2 separate regions of the Mustela erminea genome follow, and region 2 is linked to region 1. The links are chromatin contacts, called in public Hi-C maps. All regions are on one chromosome and are shown on one strand. The core of a region is the stretch at or near the end of the contact, and the rest is flanking DNA. Distances in the headings are between cores, read along the strand shown. Region 1 has its middle 29 kb from the start of FRMD8. Region 2 has its middle 24 kb from the start of SCYL1.

What was found. Hi-C and Micro-C count contacts between places; a contact is called where the count stands out from the background.
Region 2: a Hi-C map of fibroblasts shows a contact between it and region 1, with 2.3 times the contacts expected there. The contact joins two enhancer-like sites. A contact is called at or near these places in 3 of 3 Hi-C or Micro-C datasets (fibroblasts, skeletal muscle and spleen).

The regions. Positions count from the first base shown.
Region 1 is chr9:107,348,875-107,356,097 of mMusErm1.Pri, reverse strand. No RefSeq gene overlaps it. Among named protein-coding and RNA genes, the nearest start is that of FRMD8, 29 kb to the right of the region's middle. Within about 2 kb of position 2,342, the one cell type or tissue checked has open chromatin away from gene starts, as enhancers often do. A contact at or near this core is called in fibroblasts, where this site is marked.
Region 2 is chr9:107,413,037-107,419,738 of mMusErm1.Pri, reverse strand. No RefSeq gene overlaps it. Among named protein-coding and RNA genes, the nearest start is that of SCYL1, 24 kb to the left of the region's middle. Within about 2 kb of position 5,433, the one cell type or tissue checked has open chromatin away from gene starts, as enhancers often do. A contact at or near this core is called in fibroblasts, where this site is marked.

The DNA.
Region 1 (7,223 bases), core at 1,093-3,592:
TGCGTTCTGTCCAGGGCAGTTTACAGCCTATGATGGACCTGGGGGAGCCCCGATTGATGACCTGGGGGCCCTGCCTTCTGGCTGCTTACATAGAACAGGCCTTCAGCCCCTTGGTTTGTTTTTTAAGATTTTTATCACTTGAGAGAGCTCAGGTGAGCGGGGACAGGCAGAGGGAGAGAGAATCTCAAGCTGGCTCCACCCCAAGCATGGAGCCTGAGGTGGGTTTTGATCCCATGACCTTGAGATGGGGACCCTGAGATCATTCCCCCTCCCAAGGCAGAAACCAAGAGTTAGATGCTTAACTGACTGAACCACCCAGGCACCCCCAACCTGGGGCTTCTAAAGCAGAAGCAAAAGCAAACCCTTCAGACTCTCAGCCCCTTCTCCAGAGCCCGGCCAGGCCTGGCCCAGTGCTTGGCGAGGCTTTTGGGAAGGGCAGTTGGCATCTCCCTGCCAGGGTGAGGGGGACCCACAGCTTGAGAACCCTGTGTGGTCCCTGTTCAGCCCCAGCCCCGCCCCCAGAAGTACAGGGTGGAGGGGTAGAGGGAGGACTAAGGTCAGATCTGAGAAGGCCCTCTTTGACCAACTCCATGTGCAAAGGTCTCCTCCCAGAGCAACCACCCCCGCCCCAAACAAAACCTTCCCTGACAATAGGCTCCCTTGACAACTGGGAGGAAACTGGGAAAGGATTGTTCTCCAGCCTCAGTGAGAGGCATCTGCAGGTGGGGCTGGGCCCCTCCCTGTTGTTCTTGCAAAACAGCATCTCCGGTGACCCTCAGCACCAGAGTCTGCTGGCATGCCCTGGTTTGTTAACCCACAGCTGCTTCCCGAGTTCCTTCACCAGGGGAAGATTCTGGTAGCCGATGGTTCATCAAGATCTGCCCCCTCAGTTTTGTCTTGGCAACGTTTCCAGGGGTCGATTGGAGGGACTTGGCCTGAAAGAACAGTGTGGAAAGAGGGAACTACCTATCAGAATGTTCTAGAAGGCTGTGAGGTGTGTATAATACTGAGCAAATTCTTTTCCTGCTGTGTCACAGTACCCAGGCTGTGGGGTCAGCCCTTTATTTATCTACAAGGCGCCTGAGCCGTGGTAGTCACTGCCCTGTGGCGGCTTCATGGACCCAGCTTGAAGTCTCAGCTTGCTTTTTTCTTCCTCTAGTCTAAAAATTACCCTCCTTTACACATATCGTTCTCAAGTCCCAGAAACAAACTTGCTTAGATTTTATGTTTCAAAAAAGTTAGGAGTAGGTGGAATTAGCAACAAAAAACTTTAGGATTTTACAAAGTTTAGGATTCTCCATCACAAAAGGAACTAAAGCCCTTCTTCGTGTCCTTGTGTTTGGAGCCACCCTGGCCTCCCGACCCATTGTCAAGGACAAAATGGCAGTTTCAGAGAGTCCTTGTTTAGAAGCTCTCCTGGCCTTCAGTTCCACACAGCTGGTTTTCTTTGGGAAAGGAATGTACTTAAGAGACCAGAGTAGGATAGTGTTAAAAAAGAAACAACCGATCCAAAACAGAGTCACGGGGCGCCTGGGTGACTCCGTCGTTAGGCCTCTGCCTTCAGCTCAGGTCATAATCCCAGGGTACTGGGATCGAGCCCTGCATAGGACTCCCTGCTCGGTGGGAAGCCTGCTTCTCCCTCTCCCATTGCCCCTGCTTGTGTTCCCTCTCTCGCTGTGTCTCTCTGTCAAATAAATGAGATCTTTAAAATAAATAAATAAACAAATAAATAAATTTTAAAAATGGAGTCTCTTGTGGCAAGCCACACCAAGATTGAATACCTAACTTAATTGCCGTTTCAGACCAATCAGTCTGGAATTTCTCAATCAGCTCTAGTGAGGTAAGCTGTTTCATAAGGTCCCTTGGCTCTTCCCTTCAAAGAAAGGTGACCTTGCTTGAAACAATGTCTCTTTTGCTAATATCCTCTTTGTCGTATCCTATTTCTGTCTATGAAGCCCTTCTATTTTGTAGGGCGCCTTAGAGCTTTCTGTTTATTAGATGGAACATTGGCCTAATTGATGAATCATTGAATATGGCCAGCTGGGTCTTTAAGTTTACTCAGTTGAATTTTATTTTTTAACAGTAGAAAACCACACAGAGACATCCATCCCTGTCCTGCCTTGGGGGTGGGGGTCAAGACAGTCTCACAGTAAGGGGGACAAAGGAGGGGCCTGGGTTCTGCCTCTTTTTCTGCAAATAAGGCTAAAAATACCTCCACCCTGAGGGAGCAGGAGAGCAGGCAATGCGTCAGCAGGTTTCTTTGGATCAAAACAAGCTGTTCCAGGAAAGGGCTGTAAACAGGAACTTGGATCTCTGGGTGGGGCCGACCAGAGTGGGTGGCTGAAGCCTGTCCTTCCTGGGCAGCACACTTAGGAGCCCAGGGCTGGAGGGGAAAGTATGAGAAAGGGCGCGTTTGGCAGCATCTGGATTTTTCAGGGTCAGGGCCTGGGTTCCAAGGCCTTTCTCACAGCCATGGCCATCTCCCCATCTTGTGAAACCAGCTCAGCTTTGTTTCCAAACACACACCGGCCTAGGAAAGCATCCAGATTTCCTGTAGGAGCCCTTGGAAAAGGGAGAGAAGACGGGCAAGAAACTCGTGGTACTTCAGGTTCACACCAAGGGCAGGGCAACTAGAGAATGTGCCAGAACCCAATCCCATTCCCCTCAGGTCCAGTTCCAGAGCTGTGGCTGCCCGGGTCACCTTGACTGTCCACCCACAGGAGCCCCTGAGCCATGAGGCCCCTTGCCTGTGAGCCTGGGAGAGGAACCTGCAGAGTCACTGTGCTGGCTGGGAGCCCTTCCAGCCCCGCCCGGCCCTGCCTCACAGGCAGGATCCACAACCTGCCCCCGCCCAGTCCCCAGCAGCCTCTGCGGCCCCGGCAGGAAACTAGGCCTCAACCTAGGCTCAGCTCGGCAGCCCCTGTCTCACGGTGTGGCCCTGGGCCCTGTCTTAACCTCTCCCAGACATTCTTTTCTCGTTTCCACTTCATAATTCTGACCGACATTGTTCTAGCTGGAAGTCCCTTTGCCCGGTGGCCGTGTGGCCTGGCTGGCCCTCCGCCGCTTCAGGCCTCTGCTCAGGGGTCACCTTTGCAGTGGGTCCTGGGACTTGAGCTTCTTGAGGGGCTGGGTTTCTGTCTGCTCTGCCGTCCACCGGATCCCCAAACCCCCCAGTCCCTGGCACGCGGTGGACCTCAGCAAATGTGTTGACAAAAGCATGTTTTGTCAAGGTCACTTGGTCCACTGTGAGGCTCTCGACAAGTATTTGTGGTATTGGCGGGCTGAAGGAAGGAAATGGTGCCCAGGTCAGCAGCAGCCCCACAAACTCAATGACAGGCCCGGGTTTGGGGGCCTGTCCAGCCTGGACGCTCAGATCAGAAGACAAGGAGAAAGGGCCTGGGGCTGCTCCCTGTGGCCTGGGTCCCAGCAGCTCACCCTGAATGTCTGGGGCCAGCTGAGGGAACTAGGGGAACCGTGTGTGGTGGAGCCGGCAGAAGGCATTTGAGGGAGAGGGTGTCCAGGAACAGACTCTAGAGGGTGGTGGTGGGGATCCCTAAGGCAGGAGAGGGGTCCTTACATATTTGACCTAGTCTCCTGTCAGGGGACATGGCCTGTGGGCTCTCAGTCCCTGATGCCCTTTCCTGAGGGCTCCCTGCCTAGAGCCAGACTTGGCACCTTGGCCACACCTCCAGGAACAGGCTTATATGGTCAGTCCCCGACTCCTGGATTCCCGGCCACGTACACCCGACACTCCTGGCCACCCCAGCCCGACTGACCGCTCCCTGCTTTCCCTGAGTCTTGCCTAAGCGGACCTTCCGCCTAGAGCTCGCCCTGCCCTTCTGCCAACTCTTTCGCCAGCTCACGGTCACCTCCCTACGTCCCTATGTCCTGCGGCTGCTGCCCTTGAACGCGCACCAGATCCACCTGCCCCGGCCCCCCATGCTGAGCTCCTGTGTCATCGCTTCCCACCCCCCAGCAGAGGGAAGTCCTGTGGAACTAGGGACCTGCTCCCACAAGCCTCGTCTCCTTCAGCCCCTGCTATGTCCTACCAGGGGCCCTCAGACTTCCTCAGCCTCCCTGTTGAGTCCCACTTGCGTAGGCCTGTACTCACCTTGCCAGCCTCTCCCCAAGCCCCATCCCCCAGGAATCCTGGCAACAGTTGGGCCGTCTGGGCAGGGAGCTGGGGGACGTTGACATCCTACTGAGTTTGCACCGCCCCCAAGAAACCCTCCTCTCCCAGCCGCCTGTAGTCCCCAAGGCCAGGTGTCCCGCTTGCAGTAGGGTCCTGCTGCTAGAGCCCCCTCCTCAGACCTGAGTCTTGTCTTGTCTGGACCATGACTCTGCCAGAGCACTGCTCATTTACATTGTCCTTGAACCACTGAAGGAGACTTTTCTACTCTGACCCCTGATCCCGCCCCCATGCCCCCCCCCCCCGTGGCACCTGGGAGCAAGGTGTACATGGCACCAGGCCATCTGCAGGTACAGCAGAAACCCTCGGAGTGGTGCCCCTGGCCACTGGAGGCTGCTGACCTTGACATTGAGGAAAGCCTGTGCTCTCACTGGCCTAGAGTATCCTTGATTCCCAACATCCCCACCACTGAATGCCAAGGTCAGATAGACAGGAGACACAGAGGTCTGGAGGAAGAGCTGGGACTATTATTAACCTCCTCTTGCATATTGTACTTATGACAAGTAGTTTAAAATAGCTGTCCGGCTGAGTCTGGCTGGGGGAGGCAGGTGCTGAGAGACAGCTGGGGGGGGGGGGGTGTTGCTGCCAGCCTGGGACAGTCAGCTCCTGCCGCACAGGGTAGAGCCGGAGGGGGAAGAGCAACCCAGGATGTGCCCATCCCACCTCCTGGATTTCCCCACATAGCCCTTGTTTTAAATATTTTGACTCAATTACCATTTCACAGAAAAACAAACAAATAAAAATTCAAAAAAATAAAAGCAGAATCTGTCTGGAGGACATGGATCCTGATCTTTGGAAAAAGTAGGTCCCCTCACCAGGTGGTGCTCTTGGAGGTCCAGGACCCCCGACCATAGGCTGTAGGATTGTGGTGGCTGTCGGGAGTCAGGGCCCCTGCTCTGGAAGGAGGGACACATGCAGCACCCCATGGAAGGCCCCACAGTTGGCCCCAGGTTCCAGAAGACAGGGGTCTGGGTCGGAAATGCCAGCTCACTGCCTCTGCGGTGGCGCTGGACCGGGAAAGGGCGGGCTCAGCTGCCCCCTTCTGGCCATAGCTGGACCTGCAAGCAGTGACCTTGGCCGACTCTCCTGAAGTCTGTACACCACTCCCCCTGCCAAATGGTCAAACTGGTGGGGGTTGGGGAAAAAAAAGGGGGTGGGGCAGCCAACCCTGGGACTTGAAACTGAAGTCCTGCCCCAGGGCTAATGCTGCCACCCTGTTCTGTGTGACGTCGGGGTAATCGGCCTGCCTTCTCCGATTGGGACAGGAATAAAGCATCAGGCGGCTCTAAAATGTCCTCGTTGCCTGGGAGGAGGAGCAGTGACAATCTGCCCTGAAGTCGCCCACTGCTCTTGCCTCAGGGCTGTGAGTGTCTGTCAGGCGCAAGGTCACAGCCAGGTTTTGCGTGACGCCCCTGTTCTGTACCCCCCACCCATACCCTTTCACTGTGAGAGATGCTCCTTTCATCTCTGTTATATTGAACCTGTCAGGACTTTTCTAGAAAGCCTTCAGTGATCTCCGACTCTCCTCCCCATCTGTCCTCTGTTCCCTTTGTCTCCTGGAGCTTGGGTGTGGCCAGCTCATCAGTCAGGGACCATGAGCCTGTTTGAAGTGGCTTGTGATCCTGGTCATTTCCCATCCCTGGTGTCCCCTGCAAAGCTGCTTGGACCTTGAGCTGACACCCTTTGGACAACTCAGTCACGGACTCTCTCAGCTCCTGGTGCAGGGGCATCTGGAACTGCTTGCTGACACGTGTCAGCGGCCCCAGACATGGTCCCTCCAGACCGCTCCTTTCCAGCTTGATCCGTGTGCCCTGAACCTTTGGCTTCTTGGACAGAGCGTGAAGGCTTCCGGGGTTGCCCTGCTGTATTCTGAGCCCAGTGGGGCCTCTGGCTTCCTGTGGGTGTCTCGATGTACCTCAGGCTGCTGGCCACAGCATGAATCACCAGGCCCCCTCCAGGAGCCGGATCTGCAGCAGCCTCCTGGCCGAGGTTGTAGTGGGAGCCACCTGTGCCTGTCCAGCTGAGAAGCTGGGACTGGGGAGGCCGGCCGAAAGCTCCCCGATGCTGTCAGTGGCAGAGAATGAGCCAGAAGTGCCCCAGCCTCACAAAGGGTTGCCTTATGTTGCTTGTTCCCATGACCTCTGCTGTTTGAGTTCTGAAGCATTAGGGGGTCAGGTGGTCCTGAAGACCCTGGACCCCTGCACTGACCCCTGCACTGGACCCCTTCAACCTCTTCTGGTCCAGGGTCCTCTGGAGCCAGGTGCTGGCTGAGTCAGGCTGGGGGAGGGAAGCCCCTGTGTGAGCCAAAGGCAGCTGGTATCTTAAAACAGCAACATTTGGTGCACTAAAAAGCCCCCCAAAAGGCCATTAGGGTGATATGCAGGGTTGAACTGTGGCCCCCCAAAAAGATATGTTCAAGCCCCAACCCTTGGGACCTCCGCATGTGACCTTAGCTGGAAACAGAGTCGTTGCAGATGTAATTAGTTAAGATGAAATGGCCAAGGGTGGGCCCCTAATCCCCCGTGACCGGTGTCCCAAGAAGACAGATGCGCACAGGGAGAAGTCAGGTGACGACAAAGGCAGAGACGGGATGTGTGCAGCCATGAGCCAAGGACTGCGGAAACGCACCCGAAGCTGGGAAGGGCGAGGAGGGAGTCCTCTGTAGCTTTCAGAGGGAGCGCGGCTCGGCTGACACCTTCTTTGGGGACTTCTGGGCTCCAGAACTGAGAGACGTTACATTTCCATCGTTTTAAGTCCCCCAGCCCGTGGTACTCTGTCATGACAGCCCCAGGAACCTCCTGGGGGTAGAGCAGAGAGAGATGCAGGACAGCGCCTTCTGGAACGTGGTCTTCAGGGACGAGTGAAGGAGCAGATCCGACATAGTCACACAGAGATGCAGCCCCATGGGCTGTTCCCGAGTGTCACCCACAACTTCCTAAGCTGGGCTGACATCTTCACTTCACACACAAGTTGGGACTCGCAGAGCGGTCTCCCGGCCTCCCGGCGGTGGGGGGGGGGGTTCCCAAGCTTGCTG
Region 2 (6,702 bases), core at 4,184-6,683, 61 kb before region 1:
CAGCTTCTTTTATTCCAGGATTAATGTTGGTATTATTTTCGTTTCATTTCATTTCATTCTGCTTTTGTAAAAGCAGTATTTTGAGATGGACATTTGATCTTCGTTGTTTTTCTCATAATTCATTTTATTATTTCTCATCATTTCTTTTTTGTGGGTATAGCTTGATAGGCCATTAACTTTTTATATGGTAGATTCCATTAACTTTATTTTTTCTTTTTTTTCCATTAACTTTAAATTGTTTCATTTTTTGTTTTTTGTTTTTTTTTTTTTTTGCATATGCAGACAATTGCGTTCATCAGTAGTAAGGATCTCAGGGTTATGCTTTTTCCCCCATGGAGGTATGAAATATAATCTTTTCTGCCTTTACTTATCATTCACCAAGGAGCTGATTGATCCCTCTCCATCTAGGCCATCATACTGCCAGGCTGGTTATGACTCAGAAGTTGTTATCTGAAAAAAGTCTACAGAAAAAAAAAGGTTTCCCCTCCCTCACCCACAAAGCCCCACCCTCTTTTTCAGAAATTAAACAATTTACATATAGTAATTTTGAAGCATACCTTAACATCTTGTTTGCAGTTATACAAAGGAAAAATACTTTTCCTACACTAAAAAAAACACACTTGCTTATACACAACTGAAAATAGAATCTTACTTGAGAATATAAAAGCTACCATCAGAAGAAATCCCTTCAGGATCATTAAGCCACTTCCTTTGCTCTGAAGCTCCTATAGTAGTATTAAGTTATATTAAATCACCTGAAAAAAATTCCAAAAGAGAACCGCACACTACCATATCCAAACAACTTTAGCCATTTTTTTAAAAATTCCCAAAATATTCCCTATGTCAGCCAGTGGGCTAAACCAACCCCCAGTCCTCCTTACTGTTCTTCCCCCGTGCCCTACACTCTGAACCCAGTGGATCTTCATGAACTTCCCCAGCTGCCCAATTTAAAAAATTGGGGGGGAACAAAAACTAGAGGATTGGGAGTTACTTGCCAACTTGGAAGTTGAGATTTCTTTAGTTTTTCCATCCTAAGTATTTAAGTTCTCTGGCATGAGTTATCTGAAATCATAAACTAAACAATTACCTAACCCCCACCCTCCCAAATCCCAACCATTAACAGGCCACTGCCAACTGCCAAAATTCTCCCCTCCCCTTTAATAAAATTGTGAAGGTCACGTTACTTGAAAACTTAACTTCAACATTTGGCCTAGTCAAGCTCTTCTGAAGTGCTCCTGAGAAGACTGATTATGAACCAAAGCTGCACTGTGCTGTACCATTTCAGCTTCAACTGGAAATACTCTTCCAAGGAAAAAAGCAGCTCCAATCCCTGAAGGTGTTCGTGCCAACAGCATAGCAGTACAATCCTCCTCTACCCCAGTTTGTCAATAGTACTAGAGCATCTGTGGAAAATCTTAAAAGAAAAATTTCTCCCCCACCCTCTTCCCTGGAAAGGCCACCCCAAAATAATGTAACAAATTTAAGGGGTTACATATTAAAATTCTGATAAAGGGGTGGAAAAAAAGAGTAACTACCAGCCATTTCTCCAATGGACAGCTCCGCCACAGAACTGAAAAGAGAGCTGCTCGTGCTCTAGTTTCTAGAAACTGTAAACCTGTGATGTTCTGCTTATCCTGATACTGGATTTTCTTTTTTTCTGTTACCTTGAGTCACTTGCCTTTGGGACTCTAGACAGACCTAAGGGGAAAAGAACTCAAACATATTTTGCCCCCCCCATGCCCACAAAAAAAAAACTTTTCCCCCCATAATTACACACCCAAACTCCGCATTTAGTAAACTTCATAGGGTAAGGGAAGAAATAGGTCATCTAGTCATCACACTGAAAGGCTTCACACCCCAAGCTACAAGTAAAAACTCAGAAACTTGTCTCGTTTGTTCTATGGCATTCATGTTGGTTAAGACAAAAAACTTGCCATCTACCATTCCTCCGGGCCAGGAGTCTGCCCTCATAAGCTTCAGACAAGATGAGAAAACAAGCCTGAAAAAAAGAGAAACCTACAACACCCGACCGGCCTACACCCCACCGACCCTCAGCGCTTCGGGCCGCAACTCCCCGTTACCGTCAAAGCGATGGTTACCACACTGCGGATCCAAACACCCCGCGAGCCGACCTCTCGGGTTTTCCCCACACCACTGGCTCTCCCTGCGGCCGGGCGCCCCGGGCGCGGCGCTGGGACGCGCTAGCTAGCCTCCTCCTCGGCCTGCCGCCGCCCCGCGGGCTCCTCGCCTAGCTCCACCTCCGCACGGGCCGGGCTCCGTCTGTCTTCCTAGCTTCCTTCCTTCCTTCCTTCACCAAACCGCACCGGCTCCCGGACTCCGCTTTCCTTCCTATCTTCACCACGAACTGCTGAACTGCTGCCCGCTGCTCAGTCCTAGCTTCACCGGCACCGGCGCCCGGATCCTGTCTGCCGCTCCTCTCTTCCTAGATCACTGCTGCCACGTCTGCGCAGTCCCTGGGTCCGCTGCCAATTTACGCTAGTCCTCGGCATTTGAGACCATCTTAGCTCAAGTCCAGTGGGGAAAGGTTAAGCTGCTGGTTACTCTTGATCTTGAATTAACTTGTTATGAATCTTTAAATTCGCCAGGACACTAAACGCTACTGCATTTAAACTCACGTTAACTCTCCAAAAATATTCTGCCTGAATTCTTAAGTAACTTCAGTCCTTTTAGTAGCAAAAGCTGTCAAGAGCGGTTTTTTTAACCTTCCCTCTAGCTTCGGGATAATTCTTCTAAGCCGGTCCCGGGCTACAGTAGCTGACACCCTCATCTTCTCCAAGCTAGCTTCTGCACCACCAGAAATCGAACTCCTGGGCTTTTAGCAGAAATTCCAGTAAGAATTTTAAAAACTAATTTCCTTAGTTTTCCTGTTCTTGAGCTTTAGCGAATTTTCTGGATTAACCTTTTCTATCTTCTTTTTGACGTCTATCTCGTGCGCTTGTATTCAGTAGCTGTCCTAGCTTATTTTCCTTTCTCTACCTGAGATACCTTTCCTGACCGTATTTTCCACCTTACTTCTCAACTTGTAACTGAGACCTGAGGTGCCTTCTTTTTCTAGTTTCCTTTTCTTCTTCTTCCTGCCTTCAAGGTCTATTTTTCTGTCTTCTAAAAGACGTTTTTCTTCCAATTTTCCTATCTTCTCTAAATTTCTTCACCTTCCTGTAGTTCTGTCTGTAAGTCTTCACCTTCCTGTACTTCTGTCTTCTGAGGTCTCCAATTTTCTAATCTCCAAATTTACATCCATCCTGCCGCTAGTTTTTAGCCAAGTCATACCTTAACATGTACGTTTCAAATGACGCAACCGAGCTCGCGGCGCCACGAAGGGCTTTTATAACGCCTTTAACCTTTTTAAAAGACAACTTTTAGTTTTAAGCGTCTATAACTTTTTTAAAGGAACATTTAAGCGCTATTTAGATCATTTACATTTTAACTTCAACCTAAAAGGCTGCCCTTCGATTTAAAGATTCTCTGAATGTCGGACTTTGCCGTCCTTTTAGCTATTTTTTTAAAAAATTAGGTTTACTCCACTCCATTAAGAAGCTTCACCTCCTAACCTCCGTCTGGTTCTATAAAGAGCTTTTTATTTCTTAAACTGTTCTTTAAGATCTTCTGTTTACGTTTTTAAAAGATTAATCTAAGAATTTAAAACTAAGCAGTATCTCAGTATTATCGCTATTTACATTTCCTTAAGAATCTTAATCATTCCTAGCTTTTATTTAAGAGAAAAACTTATCTGCAGTCTCCTCAAGCTGCGTCTCCTGCCTGCCCAGCCGCTCCTGCTCTCGCTGCCTGAATGCCTGCCGCACCGCTCCGGAGAGGCGTATTTATAGCCCATGGTCGCCTCACGCCGCGATCTCAATAACCCTCCGCCGCCTTTGTGAGGGACGCAAAAATAGTTCCTCGGACGGGTTAAAAATAGAATCAAGCTTTACAAGGCTTTCTAGATTTTTCGTGACGGTTCAGGCAGCCTGATTACCGACTGTGTACCCGGAAATATTCAAAAGTTGGTAGCCAGATGTCAGCTGAAGATTTAGGCAAAAACAAAAGTCACATTGAAGTAGAGCAAACGGCTCCCCTAAACTCAGCCATTACTTGGGAATTTTTTTTAGTAGCTTTTCAAATACCTTTTATAATTTCTCGGGAGTGCAGGAGGTACTAGTTAGTGCTTTTTGAATGGAGGTGAAAATGGGTTTGCGGACGGCCTTCGTTGCCATTATATAACCGAGCATCAGCCTGACCGACAGACCGCAGCCATCTTAGCTAAGCAAAGCGTCCGTTTGTCCCTCTCAAACCGCCTCAGGTCCTGGGAGCTGGTTCTCAGGTTATACTGGACAAGTTCTGGTTTTCCTGTTGTAGGAGAAGCCCAAATGTTCCGGGATATCTGCTCAAGAATTGTACTAAATGGGGAAATCCACTTCTAGAAAATGGCTCAAGAAGCCACAATGCACGGCTGTCCCCTGCATCGGAGCTGGAGGGCCAACTTGGGGGCTTGCTGCGACCTGACGACGCCTGGTGTGGGGGGGGGGGACACGACTTGTGTTAGTTACTTTGTGCGCTGAATGTCCCCGTCTTTGCAGTCACTAAATACTAGGTAGACCCCCCACATTTTTGGTTGCCTTTTTCAGACCATGCCTACATTTTCTGTTCTGTCCATAGTGAACGTTTCTAAACTAAGATTCTTCTCATTAAAGTTCTCAAAATCCCAATCTGTCAAAACCAAGTTTGATCCCCAAACGCCAAAGGTTTTGCCTCCAAAGACACAACGACCTTAGGCAGCCTGTCCTGCAACATTTCCTGAATTAGTCATGAAACTCTCTTTATGGGTTTGCTTTTCTACAGTTTTGTGTTTTTAGGGTCTGTATTAATGATCTCTGGCTTGGCTCCACTCCCGAGGTGTTTTAAACTGGAGTTGCAGGGGAAACAAAAGCTCTTTTCCAAACCCAAAGCTTTTCCCTTCAGTAGTTTGAGTTTTGCTTCCAAAGCACCCCCTGGAGTCTCCCAACTACAGGGAAAGCTGACTAAGCACTGGATAACAGGGTTTCTGAGAAAAACCTCGTTTCTCGGGGCGGCGGAGGGGGAATTTGACGCCGGGCGAGGCGGAAGAACTTAAGCAACAATGGCGCCGGGGGCTTCCCGATCCGGTTTCCACGCGGCTAAAGCGGAATCTGGAGAGGTGGGTTGGGGGAGGGGGGCGCGTCCACCCCGTCTCCACTCGGCCAAACTCTGCTCCGCGTCCAGACTCTCCGGGGCGCGGGGAGGGCTGCGGAAAGCCGCCTACCGGAGGCCCCAAACGGCCCGAAGCTGCAGGACGGGGACAAAGGATGGGGGAAGGGTGCGCCATAAGCGCATTCCCCACACCCGCCCGGCGTAGGAATACGCGGGCCGTGAGCCGCCGCCTCCCTTTGTGAGGCGCCGGCTCGCGGGCGGGCACCGCTGGCTCTAACCGGATCCAGCCGGTCCTGGCCGCCTCCGTGAGCGGTGGCGGTTGGCGCAGAGCGCCAGCGCGCATGCGCACCCCGCCCCCAACCCCTGTGCTGTGCCAGGGAATGGCGTGGGGGGATGGGGCAGCTGGGTTTGGGTCCCGGCCTTCGTGGCAGTCCCTCCGCTCTTTCACCTAACTCGGGCGGCTCTTCCCTTTCGGGGGCTTCTCGCCTCCCTCCCTCCCTCCTTTTCTCCCTTTCTCCCGTTTACAGCCCAGGTCTGCCTTTTCTTCCCCTTTCCTGTGCTTTGTCATTCCTCCGTATTGTATCAAAGTCACCCATTAATTGAAAATTCGTGCCGGATCCCCTTGTAATTATCAAATGCTCTTAATTTTCTGGAACACACTTGGGGTGCTTGCATGCCCCGGGTCTTACTAGTCTACAATGCGCGAGGTGGAAGGGGGCTCCCGAGACTGACCTAGCAGATGCCTCACTTTCTGGAAGGGAAACAAGCAGAGACAGTGAGGAGTGGCGGGACACCGTGGTTTAAAGCCTGGACCCGGGGCACCTGGGTGGCTCAGTGGGTTAAGCCGCTGCCTTCGGCTCAGGTCATGATTTCAGGGTCCTGGGATGGAACCCCACATCAGGCTCTCTGCTCAGCAGGGAGCCTGCTTCCCCCCTCTCTCTCTGCCTGCTTCTCTGCCTACTTGTGATCTTTCTCTGTCAAATAAATACATAAAATCTTTTTAAAAAATAAATAAAGCCTGGACCCCACGACTGGGTGGTCACACTCGTCCTCTTTCACTTCCAGGGGCTTCATTGTGAAACCTACAAAAGGGCAGTGAATTCGGAGAGGATAAGGGAGGTTAATGACACGGTAGAGTGGCAGCTAAATAGTGACATGGGAACTGGAGAAACTTGGTACTTTTCAAAACCCCTTTGGCTCCTGTAAATGACAGTGGTTGTGAAGACATCGGGGAGCAGGTACTGGCCCTCCCTTTTCGCCCCCCTCCCCGCCTGCATCCCATCACCACCCCCCCACCCCATCCCTGCCATGAGCTGTTTGACTTCAATCGTTCTTCTCCACTTTTAAGGACGGAATATTACTGAGATGCAGATGGCTCCCTCCAGACACAGGCTTGATGTTTGCTCTGGACTGGAAAATTTTTAGTGGGATTTTAGCGCTGGAAGGAGGAAAACTGAGTTGGGTCACCTCATTTTACAAACGGGGAGCTGGGAGCCTGGGGAGTTTGCGATCTGCCTA